Linked DNA regions of Mus musculus: region 2 is linked to region 1. A link is a contact called in public HiChIP or PLAC-seq data. All regions are on one chromosome and are shown on one strand. The core of a region is the stretch at or near the end of the contact, and the rest is flanking DNA. Distances in the headings are between cores, read along the strand shown. Region 1 overlaps Pde4d (phosphodiesterase 4D, cAMP specific). Region 2 overlaps Pde4d (phosphodiesterase 4D, cAMP specific).

Region 1 (4,744 bases), core at 939-3,438:
TTGTTTCTTGAAACCTCAATTGATTCATTAAAATAATTGCCTGGAAAGAAAACCTATGATTTCTAAAATTACTACCAGAAGAAAATTAGCACATTCTCCAAGTTAGACCAATTTTTTGGTTCAAGTATCTTCTTTAAACCCCTGTCCATAATCTGAGGAAAGGGGGGGAGGAGGAGGAGGAAGAGGAGGAAGAGGAGGAAGGAGGAGGAAGGAGGAGGAGGAGGAAGGATGAGAAGGAAGAGGGGGAGGAGGAGGACGAGGAGGAGGAGGACGAGGAGGAGGAAGAGGAAGAGGAGGCCCTTACATGATTTTCAGTGAATATACTTTATGGAAAAATGAGCATGTATTGACCAATGTGCTGGCTGGCTCTATCTGTGGTCACCACATTGCAGATGATTCTGAAAAAAACGGATGTTTTCTTCCTTGAGAATTCCATCAAGTGTGTGTGGGGGGGTCACATTTTAATAACTATTAAGCTATTGGTTCTCTCTGTCTCATCTGCTTATGATGATGTCACAAGGTCCTGGCTTATTATGTGTACAGTCCACCACTTTGGGTCTTGATTGTCATCAAAAGAATAATAGTAGAAATTCCTCCCTACTAAAATGAATTCTCCAAGGAACAAATTGTTTGTTGTTGTTTTGTTTTGTTTTGTTTTGTTTTGTTTGTTTTGTTTCATTTCGCTTTATTTGTTTCTTTGTTTTCTGTTCTTGTTGTTTTGGTTTGTTTAGAAACTCAGATTCAGTATAAAGGGCGAAACAAAGATGGACGGGTGGAATGGGTCCCTCTTTTCTGTGCTACTTCCTGGGGGTGCTGAGGGCATATTTTGTGAGCACATGCATGGAGTTCTTAGTGAGCGCAACTCCATGGAACCCGAGACCCTTGCTCAGACACACAGTGCAGCCCTCTGGAGAGGAGCTTCCCCCACCCCCTTCGTGCACAATAGGCAAATCATAGTGGGGGGGGGGCGAGTAGAAGGCAATGTTCTTTTCTTCTCTGATGCTTTTGCCTTGAGGGTACTTGTATCTACCTTGTAGGTAGGGCGACCATCTCCCCCCCCCCCAAAAAAAAAACAATGTAGGATACTGGTGGAATGATTCGTGACCAACAAGCAATCTTGGTTTCTCCGTGGTCAGTGTACCTCCCCTCCCCCACAGCACTTTGCCGGTGCCCAAACCAAACTCAAGGGAGAGTCTATTCACTCAAGGTCACAGAACTGAAGCAGTCCCTGGGTTGTCTCTGCAATTTTTACATAACACTGAGAGGAAATCATTATCTGCTGGAATTAGGCAATTATGGTGAAGAAGGCCTCATTTGTACCTCTTACTAGTTTGTGACCTGGGGCTTATCTAGAATGGCAAACTAATTAGCTGTCATTAACTGCTTAGAGCAGCTGCGTTGTTACAGACCACTGTAGACAACACACACACACACACACACACACACACACACACACACACACACACACCACTGACGAAAGTCTCATTTACTTCCCAAGCTTTGCAAACCGAGGTGGGAACATGGGCAGGGAAAAGGCCTCTTTTCTCAGTAATCTAGAAAAACAAGTACGCTTGAAAAACCTAAAAGCTACCAACAAGAACAGTGATGATCCTGGTGTTGAGACTTGATACTTGACTGTCTGAGATTTGAGATACCCAGAAAAGATGACACATCGCTTGGGGCTCATCTATCCTTACGATCACGTCCTGGGAGGGGTGGAAAGGAGTTTTTGTCTATTTGTTTGTTTTGTTTTGTTGCAAAGCCAGTGGGGACACTTTCAGATAAAACCTGCAAGGGTGAACCCCAATTCTCTCCAGCTTTAATTTCTAACTAGAGAACAGAGATATGAGTACCTGCCACTCAGAACCGTTGCAAGAATGCAAGCAGATAAGTTACAGAAAGGGTAAAGGCCGGTCATCAGGTCATAAGTGGCTCCCCAAGTATTCCGTTGGGCAGTTCTGTCCCCTCGCTTCCCATTTGTTCCTAACCCCTGTTTTGGCACGGGAGAGTGGAGGTTACAGAGGATTGCGGTGGCCTTCTGTCATTTCTCACTCCGAACGTCTCGGGATGCTTTTGTTCCAGGCGGTAACACCCACACATTTTCAATGCTTCCTGTATCACGTATAACCTAGGTCCGGAGCCAGTTACTCGTAGCAGAAGCAAAGAGGATGTGGGGCCAGTAGAGGGCAGCAGAGAGGCAAAAATGCCCAAGCTCTGAGAGTGTGGGGACCAAGTCATGATGACGGGACAGAAAGTACTTTTGAACGTTCCTTTCATTTTAAACCAAGGTTAAGAAAGTTAACTGCAGTGCAGCCACCTCTCAGAACCTTGTCATCCTCAATATCACCTGCACTACGCTTCTTAAGTTTACTATTATCATCTTCTTTATGTAATCATATTCAATTGAGAATTTTCATGCAGCAACAAACCTCAAAGGAAATCTATTTGGATGTCTTTATTGGAAATGTGAGAAAAACCAAGGCTGCTGAGAGAAAACACTACTTTGTGGCTGAACTGGGAATAACTCCTCATCCTTGCTCTGAGCCCAAGCCTTAAACCCTGACCCCCAACCATAAACAAGCAAACACTAGATAGAATAGTAAGTTTAAAGAAATGTATGCTTACAAGACACCACAGGGAATATGAAAGAATGTTAATTTCTGAGTAGCAGGTAGCTTTAGACTATTATGGACTTAAAAATCACAAAAATGTCTTGGGCCAATATCTCACTGGAAATGCCTTCATATTTAGAGCTATTTGAATAACATCTAGTAGTGATTCTAGAGGTAGGGGGATAGCCAGCCTAAAACAATGGCTTTTGCTTTTGTCTCTAAGGTCTTATATCAAAACAACACACTCCCTCTGTCCCTGTAGAGGGGACAGGAAAAGTGACAGGCAGAAAGCCATGTACACAGAGTTCTGGTCCAGAAAAAACACTGGCCATTCCACTTAGAACTATTTTAACCTGGATGCTCTTGATCCCATCAAGAAAAGAATGTTTACTCTGAATAGAATTCTGTCAGTCAGGAAGCCCGAGGATTAAAAGTGAAGTATCCAAATGCTAGTTAGTCAAAACACAGCGGGAAGAAACTCGGTCTTCAGCTGTCATTGTTCTGAAGGATAAAGCAAAACTGAAGGTCTACTTGACAAGTTGTTAGCACAACCAACCCAAGGTATTTAAGAGAACAATGGTTTCTCTTAGGATGTGGGCCATTTGCTTAAGCACTTTCACCTTATTAAAGAAAAGGAGCCAAGTTGTAGGGTTTTTTTGTTTTTTTGTGTGATAGTAATGATACTAGTAATTATTTAGATCTTTTTTAGTCTCTGTGTCCCATGCATATACGTGATAAAAAGAGTAGGATATATTATTTATTAAAATATACTATATTATATATTCACATGTATTTAAAATAATATATGGTGGGGCTTCCTTCAAGAAATGAGATCCCTGTGTAAGAGCGTCTTGGGTGCTGAGGAGACAATGAACTGCAAAGTGCATAAGGATCACAGCAGAGCGAGCCATCTTCAGAGAAACCCCGCCCCCTCATCACTGGCTTTCTGGTATCACCTTTTAAATTGTCCTGTAGTAAGAGAAAATCTAGTGCCAAGGGACCTGTCACTCCAGAGGAGTGCTCAGTGGGCTCTTTCTGGGTGTGCCTGAAATGTTGCTGATGCTTCATGCTTAATAACTTTAATGAAAATTTAATAAAGATTACACATGCTCACGATTATAGACAGGCTGTTTGGTGGCCTTTGCTTATACATTTGATATATATATAATATACAATTATATATATATATATATATATATATATATATAATGAATGCCTAGGTATTCTGACTTTTTTTTAAAGCTAAAACAGTTAATTTATGCACCCTGCCTCCCTAATAAAAAGACTCCTAGTGAAAATGAGATTTGTCTGACGACATGTATGCATGGCTCTTTTATTAGCTGAAGTATTTAATAGACTAGTAAGAAGCCATTTTCTTCCTTGCTTGCTTCATAGCTTGCATTGCTGTCTCAGGCTTTTGTTTAGACAATTGAGTTATAAACACACACACACACACACACACTACCTGACTTTTTCACCAGGAATTGGTAGAACCTGTACTTGTACGTGGAATTACAACAGCAGAGACAAAGGACATGCCATAATCAATTCAACTGTGATTCGTCTGAGTCTGGTTTGGCTACTTTGTTAGTTGAAAGAATAGAATGCTGCTGAAGGTTCCTTTAGCTGGCAAAGCCAAAGGTCAAGTACAGCCCTGTTCAGTTCTGAGCTTAAGTTAGTGGTGAGCACAACGCTTCGTCTCCAGAATGTATTCGTTCTATGTTGGGATTGTTCATCTGGTCAATGGTCGTTTTCACTTTCTAGCCCTTGTGAATCGTGGGGAACACAGTAAAGCGTAACTGCTCGTTTCAAAGAACTCACAAGGCAGGAGGGAAAGCACAATGAGTGAGACTGAGATGCAGACAGTTCTGCCTGGGGAACTCTGGGCGTGGGGTGAGGGCTCTGGTTTGGGGGAGGGGCAGCAATCAACATATGTGAGCCCCTGGGCTTGCTATTAGCACTTCTAATGCATATGGTGGCTGGGCCTGGCTTTCATTGCTGCACTCAGAAAGAGGCAGGTGGATCTCCACAAAGACAACTTTGTCTACACTGGGAGAGTACCAGCCTAGTGAGACTTGGTCTAAAAAGAAAAAAGAAAAAGAAATGACGACAACAAAACAGGAAAGAATATG
Region 2 (4,744 bases), core at 868-3,367, 180 kb before region 1:
TAAGACATTGTCTATTGGCCTGTATACTTCCCCATGTGACTGTCACAGCAGAACTCTCAACGTCCTCATGGGAATGCGACAGTCTTTCCATTTTCCCAAACTGAAGTCTTAATGATGTCATTGTGCCTACCTTGCCTTCACTGGCCTGTCCTAGCCAGTCCACATCCAGTTGTCCTGTGAACATTTCTCTGAGCATCTCATGTTTGTCCAGCTCTTCATCCCCACTATCCTCACCATCCCTTGCCCTAACAGATGCAATGTCCTCCTCCTCCTCAATGATTGCTTCTGCCTGCAGAGATTGACCATTTCCCTAAATGTTAGTCATAACTCCACAGTAGCCGGCCTGTTTCTTGTCATTCTCGACAGCTTGCTTTGTGACTGTCTCACCAACATGCCTCTGTGTTTCCATGTCTGTGCCTTGATGTGACATCTGTCTCCAAAAATGCCCCTCTTCTCTCTCTTCTCATTCTACCCAAATGCTTCACTGTTTTCTCTCTGCCTCGATGAATCTCAAAGCTAGGCAAATTCCATTAGATTGAAGATTCAGAATTGCTTGACTAATGGAGGGAGTACGGTCCCAAGGCCTAAATGAATCTATCACCTTGTTTTCCCTGACCAAAGTACCTACTCTCTCTGAGATTCAGTCTTCTGCCAGTTAGATCCACAAAACCTAAGTTGCAGGAGGGTCTTCACTATGAAGAGTAATATAAATGACATTCCATGAGGACTTAGAAAGTGTGTTCAACTTCTGTTGTTGGCAGTATATTCATGGGGAACTTAAAATGCAGCTTTGAAAACATCTTTCACTGTAAGATCTTGTCATTTGTACCACTATGCAATATATGATTGATTTCTAAACTATCATATAAGTATCTGGGTGATGGATTGCACTTAATTAGATTGTGACCACCTGTACACATGTATATACAGGGATATTTATAGATCAAAAGAGAGGCACTTCTGTGCACATTGGTTTCAATAGGAAGTTGATGATATTTCTATTTTATTCACGAGGAACTAAGACTTGAAAATTATCAATCCCTGTCAAATCAGTGCAGATCTTAAAAGTGGTGTCACCTTAAAGGGATGTCAAAACGTATCTTTCTCAATTCTGTTTGACTTTCATTTTTAACTACATGTCACATATGTGAGAATCTGTTGCCTGGATCATAATGATTTTTATCTAGGCAGCAATGTACATGGGGATTGTGGGAGGAAGGGAGGGGATGTGGTTGTTAGGAGGTTGCCCCCAAACAAATAAGGTACAAATAAGGAGAACTACCAAAAAGACAACCATGGCAATTCATTGGGCCACTCAAAGTTGCTGTCTGGAGAGACATGGGACACTCAAGTCCTTCATTCTATGTAAAGATAAGATCTGAGTGTTTGTAAAAGCCCATTAGTAAATCTACATGCTGAATAATAAGATGTTGCTGTAGACTAGTGTTCTCTCCAACTCTGGGGGGGTGGGGGATGGGGGTGGCAACTTACAAGGTAAATAATTTTGTTCTGAATATTGTAACATAAATCAGACAAGTTTAAATTTAATTAAGTTTTGTATTCAAACATTACACCATTAGCCATGACAAAATATAGAGCATTTTCATCTGAAGCAGAGTAAGGAAAGCCATGACTAAATATGCTATTATCTGAAGCTTGCCTTTAGATGTATAGAAACTTACCTATAGTCATAGGATGCCAAAGAGTTATATTCATGGAGCATTCTTGGGATACATTATGAATTCTTGAGTTTAGAATATGGGCTGTCACATTTTCCGAAGGAATGTGGTAATTTAATCTTTGAAGAAAATGAGCTCGTACTTTTCCCTCTATCCTCAGTTGGCATGTGATTCTTGTCGTCATTCAAGCCAAAATTTGTTATTATAAAGTAACAAACTCATTGTATTGCCCAAGTTCAGGTTAAACATTAACCTTTCTCCATGGATCAATTCCTGACAGGAACTGGGGAAGAGGCAGAGCTCTTCAATGTCTTGTGCTTGCCAAGTGAGAAACCCTGAGGCAGCTCAGCTAGGGTTCCATCATGTGCTCTGTGTGAGCCTTGTGAGAAGCCTTGGTTCAGCTCTGCGAACAGCTCTGTCCCAGCCCAGTGTGCCCACCTTGCCCTAAGGCAATCCTTCCCATGACCTTTCAGTCTCCACCCTCTGTTCTGAATTTGAAAGGCGGGCTCTTCAATCCGGTGAAATGCAATGGCTGCCAAGCAATAGAATACAAAGTATCTTTTATTAGTGACCAAAAACTGAGTAACAAAAGAGGTATTTAGAAATGAAGAAAACAAAAGAAAGATGTCTCATTTAGTACAAAGTATGCACTATTTTAGTATCTCTTGAAAATATTTTATATGCCCTTTAAAAATGACCCTTGAGGAATTGACAAAGTCCTGTATTTTCACTGTCCTATAAAAGTCTGTCACAGAAGGATAATCAGTCTCCTGCTTGCTTTTTTTGTTTGTTTGGTTTTTTGTTTGTTTGTTTGTTTTTTGGTTTTTTTTTTTGAGATAGGGTTTCTCTGTATAGCCCTGGCTGTCCTGGAACTCACTTTGTAGACCAGACTGGCCTCAAACTCAAAAATCCGCCTGCTTCTGCCTCCCGAGTGCTGGGATCAAAGGCGTGTGCCAACACACCGGGCTCTCCTGCTCTTTCTTATCCTACCATAAAATTGTTCAATATAGATATTGTATTTGATTTACTTTGAATCCTTTATTTAAGGAGCAAGTACAGGAAAGAGCTACTCAGTGGTTATTTAATTAGTAAAAGAGTGAGCTAAGGAAAGGCGTGTTATTTCACAAGAAGCTGTTGATGTGGGTAGATAAACCTGGTATCTTCAGGTAAAAAGACGGAGAATGTTTTTTATGGCTGTTGTACTGGGGATTAAATTTAGGACCTCATACATATCAGGAAAATATTCGACCAATGAGGAACAATTGATAGTCCTACTCAGCTCTGGCATCTCTGAACCAAAGCAAGCGCCACCATAGCGTGATCGCCCACGGGTACAGTAGTGGCATACACACCTTGGCACTAACCAACTTTAATTGGACTTAAGGCCCATGCAAGGAAAAGGAATTCATGCCTGGTCCTGGAAAAAAATAGTTAACTACTGAGACCTCCTGAAGGCATGAATCTTAGTAAACCAGCACTGTACTAGACCAGCACGATTTGGGAGAAAGAATGTTCAATAATTCCTACTGAGCTTAAAAGGAGCAGATGCAACCTTTCTACTTAGACCAGCACACCCAGGTGACGTTGTGCTGGTGGTTGTCATTAGCAGTGTAGACTGTTCAGATATTAGATTACTCTACTTTGCCTCAGCTCGCTTCCTCGGAGGACTTATGAGTAGTACTCATCACCCAAAGGCACCATGCAAGTTAGTCCTCAGGGATGAGGGTTCTGTACAATAGAATTCCCATACCTAATGCTCACAGTCACTGTAGAAGAGAGGGCCAGGGGAAAGATGTTTGTTGTGAGGTTGTGTCTCCTCCCTACCAGGCTTCGTACTAGCAAGCAGGACACTGCTGTAAAACAGCCAGGACACACACAAGTCACTGCGTCCTTGGAGTCTCCTTAGGGACTCCTTACTCAGTCTAACCTGAGAAAGTTAGTTCTCTGTGCATAGCTTTCAGAGTATAGCTGTCTCCTATAGTGCAGTGCCTCTCTCTTGGGATTCTTATGGCCTAGAGTGTTCCCCTGCACATATGAAGTTTCCTTTGCCTCAGTAGCATCCAGAACAGTCTCTTTGACATGTGGGTGGTTTGTAGAACAAGTCCTGTGAGGGCTCTTACCTTTGGCAGAAAGGTCTGGAACTTTGTCCAAAGTAACTTCTTGCTAGAACACGTCGGTAATCTGCTTCTTTAATTTCCAGGTTTCCTGACAGACAAGTGTGTTGAGAATGGGTTAAACAGAGTCCCCGATGCTCAGAGGTTTCTCTGTGGAGTCCAGCAGAGAAATTGTTCTCTATCAGATAGCAGTTTTCAACACGAACATCATGATCCCTTTGGGTGTTTCACTGGGGTCACCTAAGCCCATTAGAAAAAGCTGATATTTACATTACAATTCCTAACAGTAGCAGGATTACAATTATGAGGTAGCAACAAAAATAATTTTATGGTTGGGGGTCAACACAACATGAGGGACTGCATTCAAGGGCTGCAGTATTAGGAAAGTTGAGCACCACTGCTGTAAGAGAAACGTCAGCAGAGCTGTACGCAAATGGCGTTCAGGAGACAGAGACAAAGCCAGGGAAACCCTGAACGATTTCAGGACAGTACTCACAGCTCAAGGCTGTAACCTAGCATCCCTGGGCTCAGTTCATCTCATTTGTCTCTTCTCCAGCTCCGCTGTGTCTTCCCTGCCCTTGTATCACTTGCAGATGTGTTCACCCTCATGAGATCACAAGTTCCTAGGCCCATGATGATGACCATGTATTATGTTCCAGTGTTGTACATAGTGAGTGGGTCCTCAGAAAACGTGCTACTTCCAACAGGCTCACTATAAGTACATCTCTGTGTGCATAAACTCCTAGAGTCAATGCTCTCCTTTCACCTGTGTTTCTAGAATATGCTGCCTGCTACCTGACACAAATGATGAGTGGACCATGTGTTCCACTTAATATCTGGTTTAGAGACATAGAACCTTGTTGATATTTGCTCTTGAAATCCTAGAGTTTCATCATCTCAAAGGGAAGGTGGGAAAGTCAGCATCTAGTACAGGCCAAGTGACAGAACCTC

Evidence for each region. HiChIP or PLAC-seq counts read pairs in DNA pulled down with a chosen protein or histone mark.
Region 2: an H3K27ac HiChIP or PLAC-seq map of embryonic stem cells shows a contact between it and region 1, with 5 read pairs. The contact joins two enhancer-like sites. A contact is called at or near these places in 1 of 15 datasets of contacts at CTCF or cohesin (the NIH/3T3 cell line), 3 of 115 datasets of contacts at active chromatin or transcription factors (all in embryonic stem cells) and 1 of 9 other capture datasets (adipose tissue).

What each region holds. Positions count from the first base shown.
Region 1 is chr13:109,774,108-109,778,851 of GRCm38.p6, forward strand. The region is part of intron 7 of Pde4d (phosphodiesterase 4D, cAMP specific); the gene reads left to right. Among named protein-coding and RNA genes, the nearest start is that of Mir1904, 130 kb to the right of the region's middle. Within about 2 kb of position 2,189, at least 125 of the 459 cell types and tissues checked have an H3K27ac peak or open chromatin away from gene starts, as enhancers often do. A contact at or near this core is called in embryonic stem cells, where this site is marked.
Region 2 is chr13:109,597,889-109,602,632 of GRCm38.p6, forward strand. The region is part of intron 3 of Pde4d (phosphodiesterase 4D, cAMP specific); the gene reads left to right. Among named protein-coding and RNA genes, the nearest start is that of Gm32703, 160 kb to the left of the region's middle. Within about 2 kb of position 2,118, at least 11 of the 459 cell types and tissues checked have an H3K27ac peak or open chromatin away from gene starts, as enhancers often do. A contact at or near this core is called in embryonic stem cells, where this site is marked.